Linked DNA regions of Sus scrofa: regions 1 and 2 are each linked to region 3. The links are chromatin contacts, called in public Hi-C and HiChIP or PLAC-seq maps. All regions are on one chromosome and are shown on one strand. The core of a region is the stretch at or near the end of the contact, and the rest is flanking DNA. Distances in the headings are between cores, read along the strand shown.

Region 1 (2,700 bases), core at 99-2,598, 420 kb after region 3:
TGGCCTTACATGTCAACCCAGCCTTCCCAAGGCAAGACCTATGTCTGGTCTTTCTCTCCTCATACCCACCATGTGGGACCTCAAACCCCAGGGCTGCCCCATAGCCCACTGCCCTTGCACTGCTCCCTTCTGCAGCAGCCTTTGCCAAGCAGAGAGGAGGAAGCGCTGGGCCATCCTTGAAGATCAGTTCAAAAGAGTACTTTGGGTTAATCCTTTACCGAGCCTCCTGGGTCTTGCTTCACCCCCTCCCAACTCTGCACCTCACACTTCCACAAACCTTCCACACCGCAGTGTGCTGCTATCATCTGTTTAAACAGCAGCCTTCCAACCCTTTAAGGGCAGGGCCTGTGCTTCTTCAGCCTCATTTCCTTAGCCCCTGGCTTGGCAAGGTTTCCATTCATCCATTAATTCAGTCAACAGACATGTTTAGAGCACCTACAATGTGCTGGGACTATTCTAAGTTCTGGGGATTTCAGCAAGAGACAAAAAACAGGGGTGGGGGAGGATGGCGCTCATGAGTTCACCTGTTTTTGAAGAGGACAGACAACAGGCAAGCAGCCCAAACACAAATAGGCAATGACAGACTAGGAGACGTCCTGTGAAAGACATGATCAGAGTCTGGGCCTGGGGGTACGTATATAAAATGGTCCAGGAAGTCCTCTTGGGGGAGGTGATGCTTCATTTAGGAGTGAGTTACAGGCCGCTTGTTGAGAATACAGAATTTGCTTTCCTCCCCCCAACCCCATCACTTAATGGCCTAGAATTTAGGTGTTGGAGGTGTGTTCCTTGCAAACCTCATCCGCAGAGAACACCACTCATAGCCCCGGGGGAGTGGGGTAGAGAGTGTTTGACCAGTTCATCCTAGTCTATCCAGGACCTCACCTCTTATAGCATTGGACAGTCTTGCATCCTAGGAAACCCCTCAGTCCAAGCAAAGCAGAAGGATTGGTGACACAAGTCCTTGAGCGCGACCAGGCATCTCTGATCGTTTTACTTGCCATTGGAGCGTTGGTTGTCTGTGCAAATATTTCAGTGCAGCAGAATTGCAGAAGCAGAGGCGGGGGAATCTGGTAGCAAAGTGAGCTACTGACTCAGGAGCTGCAAACCCAATAACCTGCTTGACGCTTCACGGGTCAGTGGGACAGTGGCTGTGGACACAGGCTTGGCCAGAGTGGCAAACCACAGCCAGGTTGTGACGGGGGGAGTGTAGTGAGAAACCAGACCTAGAAAGGTGTCCAGATCTCCCTGGCCTGGGGCCAGCATGGTCAGGGCAACAGGAAGTGACAGGAGGAGATTTCATCTCCACTGGGTTCCCTTCAAGCCCTCACTTCCCCTGGTGACCACTTGCCACGTGCTCAGAGCAAACCAGGCCAGGGTTACAGAGGAGCCAGAGGAACTGGGGTGAGGTGGGGTGGGGTGGCGGAGTGGGGTCAAGTTCAGATCTTGCAACCTCTGAGAGAGAAAGGATCCTGCCTTCCTCGAGCGGCCAAAAACAGAAAAGACACTCAGTTGAATTTGAATTTGATAAATGACGACTGACTTTTTTAGCATAAGCATATCCTATAATTGCAAGGGATTGCTTACAAAAAAAATATCTTTGCCTATCTGAAATTCGAATTAAACTGCATTTCCTGTATCTTAATCTTCAGCCCCATTTCCCACTTGCGGGGAAACCGCTCCACCTGCACCTGGTACCCGGAAGGCATTAGGCCCCAGACACGATAATGGGAACCACTTGGCACCAACAACACTGTTGTATTTTAGCTCAAATGCACAGAACAATCCAGATCCCACTTTTTCGAACACATGGCTGTAGCCTTTTAAATGAAATAAACTAAGCATTCAAAACAAACCACAGAGGTCACAGTGAACTGTAGTGTCCTGGCTGTGGTAGATCCAGTGGACACCTACAATTTACAGACAGAGGGGACCTGTTTCCATGAACATGGTAAGAAGCACAAAGCTTCCATTGTGATCTTCCAACCAGGGGCAGCTTGGATTCTCCGAGAAAAGGATGGGCCGTTGCAAATTAGCCTTTCATGGTGGGGGAGGCTGGATTTTTTATTTTTATTTTTTATGATTGCCATGACATAAAGAAAGGTTATTTTTAAAAATTTTATTATAGTTGATTTACAATGTTCTGTCAATTACTGCTATACAACGAAGTGACCCAGTTATACACACACACACACACACACACACATATATATATATATATACTGTTTCTCACATTATCCTCTATCATGTTTGATCACAAGTGATTGGATATAGTTCCCTGTGCCATGCAGCAGGACGTCATTGCTTATCCACTCCAAATGCACTAGTTTGCATCTACAAACCCCAAACTCCCAGTCCATCCCACTCCCTCCCTCTTGGCACCCACACGTCTGTTCTTCATGTCCATGAGTTTGTTTCTGTTCTATAGACAGGCTCATTTGTGCCACATTTTAGAGTCCACATAGAAGTGGTCTCCTATGGTATTTTTCATCCTCTTTCGGACTTAATTCACTTAGTATGAGAATCTCAAGTTCCATCCATGTTGCTGCAAATGGCATTATCTCACATTCTTTTATGGCTGAGTAGTATCCCACTGTATGCGTGTACCATCATCTTTATCCATTCATCTGTCAGTGGACGTTTAGGTTGTTGCCATGTCTTAGCTATTGTGAATAGTGCTGCAGTGAACATAGGGGTGCATGT
Region 2 (2,700 bases), core at 159-2,658, 300 kb after region 3:
TCTCACTCCACCACCTCATCTGCCTTAGATGAGTCTTCCAGAACATTCTATCTGTTTTCACCCTGCCAACCTGCTTCCTGTGCCCATAGTGCCTCCAAAACTTTCTCAACCTCAGTTTCCTCATGATAAGACTATTTCTAAGGATGACTGACAAATAGCTATCATTGGCTGAGAACTTTCCACGCACTGGGTGCTGAGCCAAACCCTTGAAGAAACTTAATTTAACCCTCCTAACAGCAACAGCGACAAAAATCCACGGAGGTGTTATCTCCCTCTGGAACGTGGAGACGCTCGTGTTGCAAGGTTTCTATGAGAATTCATTAGAAGGAGAGATTTAGTGAGAAGCCTGAAGAGTGGTCACTAGCGCCTGTCCTCCAAAACAAGCCCATAGGTGTGGGCCACTTCCTCTGCTCAAGGCGCTCAGCTGGATACTTCAGTTGGATTCACTCCCTGAATTCTCTCACTGACTCTGTGACGAGGTAAGCACTCCCCACAGCTACATTGTGAAGATGAGGAAACCGAGGCACAAAGTCGCAGCTAGAAAGGGGCCTCTAACTCAGGCAGAGAGTTCAATTCCAGGGTCTGCCATCCTTGGTGGAATCATCTGCACAGGGCGTTGACAACCTCTATCTTGCAGACTTTGAGGCAGGAATAGAGAAAACAGTGTGATTATTCCAGTCACCTGCTTGCCACCCCCTAGTTCCAGGGCCAGTGTCCCTTGCATTTTATGTCTTTGCTTTCCACAGACAATGTCGACATTGGGCCATGATTTTTTTTTTCTCAATAGCTTTATAGTCTCCCTAAAATAAGGAAGCTAAATGGTGCCTGCTTATGGGGTATGAGGTGCCCCAGCTTTACCGTGGGAGATGAAAGACTACCAAATTTGTACAGAAAGCAACCAAAAAAAAAAAAAGTCAATCTTCTGAGCAGACACAATTTCTCTTGAAAGGTGACACAGTCCTTTAAAAATAGCTGTGGGCCCCATTGTGCAAAGTCTGTGACAGAGACGGACAGCTTTTAGAGAGGTGTAGTGTTCCCAGGCAGGCGGCTAGCAAGGCTCACCCAGATAGAGATAAGTAATTCGATCGGGGTGAGTGCTAAATGTTAGAGGTTAAGCTGCTATGTTCTTATTACTAATCAAACTTCAACACCCTTCCCCGGCTCCTCCACTCCCTATAAGGAAATGGTAAATGATGGTGAAGCTTCAGCCCTGGCTCTGGGCATTTTTCAGAGGTGCTGCCCATTCCCAGTCATGGGCATGTCCTGCCTCCTTCCTGAGGGCACCCTGATGAGGGCTTCCAAGTACCCCCCTGCCCCAGGATGCTGGCACTTTAAGGTTAAGTGACTCCCCGGGCCGGCACCGCCTGCTTCTCACATGGGCAGATGACAGAGTCAAAGATCCTTATTGCATCCTCTGCCAGACAAGTTCTTTCTTCATATCAGCAGGAGACAGGAGCTTTTCTGGGGTTTCACATTCATCAGCACCACTGACTCTTTCCCAGGGCACATGAAGATGTGGGAAGTGCCTCATGTGATTTGGGCCTTTCTTTTCCTATTGTTGAAGGCAGGGCGGTGCTGGAGAATATTTACTTACCAGGTCTCTGAGGCTGGAGAAGCCCAAATCGGGAGCTGTTGCCCATTTCCGTGGTGTAAATGCTCTCACCACAGCACATTTCAAGCTAGCAACGTGAGGTCACCAAATGTGGTTTGGCAGAGATTTGTGGCCTGGGCCACTCCAGCACACCACGGGTTAAAGGGCAGGTGTACGTTCCAGACCCATCCTCGCTGGGCTGGCTATGATCCCCTCTCCAGGGCAGTTCAAGCCCTCCTTGGTCCACGCCTCCTTGAGGTGGGTCTTGCCCCTTTGCTGCTATTTGATAGAAACGCCTGCAGCACTTGGAGAATGTGCAGAGAGCCAAAACTTAGCCTACTTGGATCTTCCAATGTTGGGCCAGCTTGATGCCCAAACTCCTGGCTACAAAGAAAAAGACTCTAGTCAGACTGATTCATTGCTGTTTCAGAAACACGAAAGAAAGTAGATCCTTTCCCCAGAGCCCGTGGGTACCCACACATGATCTCATCTCATGCCTCGCAAAATCCCAGCAGGCAGTGCCATCCACTCCCCACCTCCACTTTATGGATGAGCACGCAGACTCAGAGAAGCCATTTGCATCAGGCCACGCAGCTTAAGAGTGCTGAAGCCAGGATCTGATCTTGTATTTGTCATCTTTCAAAACCCATGCTTGCAACCTCTGACATGCCCAACCTGATCCCAGCATGCCCAACCAAGCATTACCAGGATGTTTGGGAGCCAGCAGAAGGAAGACAAGGTCAAGTGGGCTTCCTCTGAAAAGCTGACACAGGGCCATTGAGGCACAAAAGAGGCAAGGACATATCAAAGGACGGGATGAATAATCTAAATACATGGAAGAGTCTTCTCACTGGAGCTGATCACATGGGGGGTGGGCATGATGCTGGAGGCAGAAACAGGACCAGACACCTCTAAGGATTTTCCTGTCCTGAGGCAGCCATCCCAGGAGTCAGAAGTTACTTATGTGAATCTGAGAGTCACCCCCACTCCCTTCCAGCTGTTCCCTTCTGGTCTCACTCAGAATAGAACTGCCTATGTCCGTCTCCCTCAGCAGCAACCCGAACCCCAGGGTCTTTCTTTGCAGGCTAAGGTCCTTCTACTTTCCAGCT
Region 3 (2,700 bases), core at 51-2,550:
TGCCAGGCTCGGGGAAGGAAGGTCCCCTGGGTGGACACCCGGGTGCCGAAGGTGGAGTAAAGAGAAGAAGCTGCCTGGCGAATACAGGATCCAGAGAGTGGGGGTCAGGCCAATCTCCGCTGAGGGAGTGGCAGGCAAGCTGGGGCTCCGGAAGGCAGGCCTCTCTCGCTCCAAAGTAAAGCAAATCGGCCTCCCGGTCCACCTGGTTTCCCACAGCGCCGCTGGAAAACTCCTTCCCCTCTTACACCAAACTTTGTTCCCGGCTCTGCAGCCTCCTGAGGAGGCTGCGGAGCGGGAAGGGTTAAGGCTGCCCGTCCCAGCTGACAGTCAGCTGATTGGGCCCTGATTGACAGCTCCGAAAAGTTTCCTTGTCTCTACACTATTATGCTAATCGCGGCCGCCTCCCATTGGTCTGGAGTACCAGTCAATTTCCCATTTGGGCCTGACGTCACAAGTGCTATAAAACTCAGCAATTGCTTTAAACTCTTCTTGCTGGATCAGAGGCTTTAAAATCTTTTTTTCATCTTCGAGCTGTAGCTCGGGCTGCTCGTCGGCTCGGCCTCCCCCCTTTTGCTCTCCGCCTCGCCTTTCCCCGGGACTTCGCTATTTTGCTTTAAAAAAAAAAAAAAAAAAAAAAGCCAAGAAAGAACTCAACTCCCCCCTCCCTTTCCTCCAGCCCGGCTGCACCTCTGTCTTGCACTTTGCACGGAGGGAGGAAGAGCGCGAGGGAGAGAGAGAGAAAGAGAGAGAGAGAGAGAGAGAGGAAAGAAAGAGAAAAAAAAAATAAAAAGAGCCAGGCTGAAGAGGAGGCGAGAAGCATGAAGTGTTAACTCCCCCGTGCCAAGGCCAGCGCCGCCCGGACAGCCGCCCGCCGCGCTTCCAGCCCCGAGCGGCCGCCGCGCGCGCCCCGCCTGCAGCCCAGGCCGGCGAGGCGAGCCCTCCTTATGCAAAGGGCGCAGCGGAGCGGCGAGCGGGGGACGCCGCGCACCCGGCCGGGCTCCTCCGGCTTCGCCGCCGCCGCCGCCGCCGCCGCCACCGCAACCCGCGGAGGACCTTCCCGAGCCTGAAGCCGCCGGCTCGGCGCGCTAGGAGACGAGCAGGCGAGGAGGGGCCCGGGCGAGCAGCGAGCACATTGGCGTGAGCAGGGGGAGGGAGGGCGGGCGCGGGGGCGCGGGCAGGGCGGGGGGGTGTGTGCGCGCTCGGAGGTTTCGGGCCAGCCACCGCCGCGCGAGCTAGAAGCGCCCCAGCCCGGCAAGCTGGCTCACCCGCTGGCCACCCAGCACAGCCCGCTGGCCCCTCTCCTGCAGCCCATCTGGCGGAGCGGCGGCGGCGGCGGCGGCAGGAGAATGGCATCAGAACTGGCAATGAGCAACTCCGACCTGCCCACCAGTCCCCTGGCCATGGAATATGTTAATGACTTCGATCTGATGAAGTTTGAAGTGAAAAAGGAACCGGTGGAGACCGACCGCATCATCAGCCAGTGCGGCCGTCTCATCGCCGGGGGCTCGCTGTCCTCCACCCCCATGAGCACGCCGTGCAGCTCGGTGCCCCCTTCCCCCAGCTTCTCGGCGCCCAGCCCGGGCTCGGGCAGCGAGCAGAAGGCGCACCTGGAAGACTACTACTGGATGACCGGCTATCCGCAGCAGCTGAACCCCGAGGCGCTGGGCTTCAGCCCCGAGGACGCGGTCGAGGCGCTCATCAGCAACAGCCACCAGCTCCAGGGCGGCTTCGATGGCTACGCGCGCGGGGCGCAGCAGCTGGCCTCGGCGGCCGGGGCCGGCGCCGGCGCCTCCCTGGGCGGCAGCGGCGAGGAGATGGGCCCCGCCGCCGCCGTGGTGTCCGCCGTGATCGCCGCGGCCGCTGCGCAGAGCGGCGCGGGCCCGCACTACCACCACCACCACCACCACCACGCCGCTGGCCACCACCACCACCCGACGGCCGGCGCGCCCGGCGCCGCGGGCAGCGCGTCCGCCTCGGCCGGTGGCGCGGGCGGCGCGGGCAGCGGCGGCCCGGCCAGCGCCGGGGGCGGCGGCGGCGGCGGCGGCGGCGGAGGCGGCGGCGGAGCGGCGGGGGCGGGGGGCGCCCTGCACCCGCACCACGCCGCCGGCGGCCTGCACTTCGACGACCGCTTCTCCGATGAGCAGCTGGTGACCATGTCGGTGCGCGAGCTGAACCGGCAGCTGCGCGGGGTCAGCAAGGAGGAGGTGATCCGGCTGAAGCAGAAGAGGCGGACCCTGAAAAACCGCGGCTATGCCCAGTCCTGCCGCTTCAAGAGGGTGCAGCAGAGGCACGTCCTGGAGTCCGAGAAGAACCAGCTGCTGCAGCAGGTCGACCACCTCAAGCAGGAGATCTCCAGGCTGGTGCGCGAGAGGGACGCGTACAAGGAGAAATACGAGAAGTTGGTGAGCAGCGGCTTCCGAGAAAACGGCTCGAGCAGCGACAACCCGTCCTCTCCCGAGTTTTTCATGTGAGTCTGACACGCGATCCCAGCTAGCCACCTTGATAAGTGCTCCATGGGGGTCCGACTCGGGTGTGGGCTTGCCAGTTCCAGAGCCTTGCTCGCCACCACCTCGCCCCCTCCCCTCCTGAGCTTGCCCCCCGCCCCGCAGTTGCCCCCTGCACACACACACACACACACACACACACACACACGCACGCACACACACACACACACCCTGCTCAGAGTTGGTGGTGGTGGCT

Evidence for each region. A called contact is a pair of places that touch in the nucleus more often than the background predicts. HiChIP or PLAC-seq counts read pairs in DNA pulled down with a chosen protein or histone mark.
Region 1: an H3K27ac HiChIP or PLAC-seq map of alveolar macrophages shows a contact between it and region 3. The contact joins the enhancer-like site here to the promoter of MAF in region 3. A contact is called at or near these places in 1 of 5 promoter capture datasets (liver), 4 of 47 Hi-C or Micro-C datasets (embryonic fibroblasts, liver, mesenteric adipose tissue and 1 more) and 2 of 2 datasets of contacts at active chromatin or transcription factors (alveolar macrophages and skeletal muscle).
Region 2: a contact with region 3 is called in a Hi-C map of skeletal muscle, with 8 times the contacts expected there. The contact joins the enhancer-like site here to the promoter of MAF in region 3. A contact is called at or near these places in 5 of 47 Hi-C or Micro-C datasets (alveolar macrophages, omental adipose tissue, psoas muscle and 1 more) and 2 of 2 datasets of contacts at active chromatin or transcription factors (alveolar macrophages and skeletal muscle).

Annotation. Positions count from the first base shown.
Region 1 is chr6:8,882,448-8,885,147 of Sscrofa11.1, forward strand. All of the region lies in intron 2 of MAF (transcription factor Maf), which reads left to right. Among named protein-coding and RNA genes, the nearest start is that of MAF, 420 kb to the left of the region's middle. Within about 2 kb of position 1,349, at least 1 of the 83 cell types and tissues checked has an H3K27ac peak or open chromatin away from gene starts, as enhancers often do. A contact at or near this core is called in alveolar macrophages, where this site is marked.
Region 2 is chr6:8,766,828-8,769,527 of Sscrofa11.1, forward strand. All of the region lies in intron 2 of MAF (transcription factor Maf), which reads left to right. Among named protein-coding and RNA genes, the nearest start is that of MAF, 300 kb to the left of the region's middle. Within about 2 kb of position 1,409, at least 3 of the 83 cell types and tissues checked have an H3K27ac peak or open chromatin away from gene starts, as enhancers often do. A contact at or near this core is called in alveolar macrophages and skeletal muscle, where this site is marked.
Region 3 is chr6:8,467,436-8,470,135 of Sscrofa11.1, forward strand. MAF (transcription factor Maf) reads left to right here and starts at 1,301. Exons shown (of 3, transcript XM_021097066.1): 1 at 1,301-2,467. The coding sequence starts at 1,347.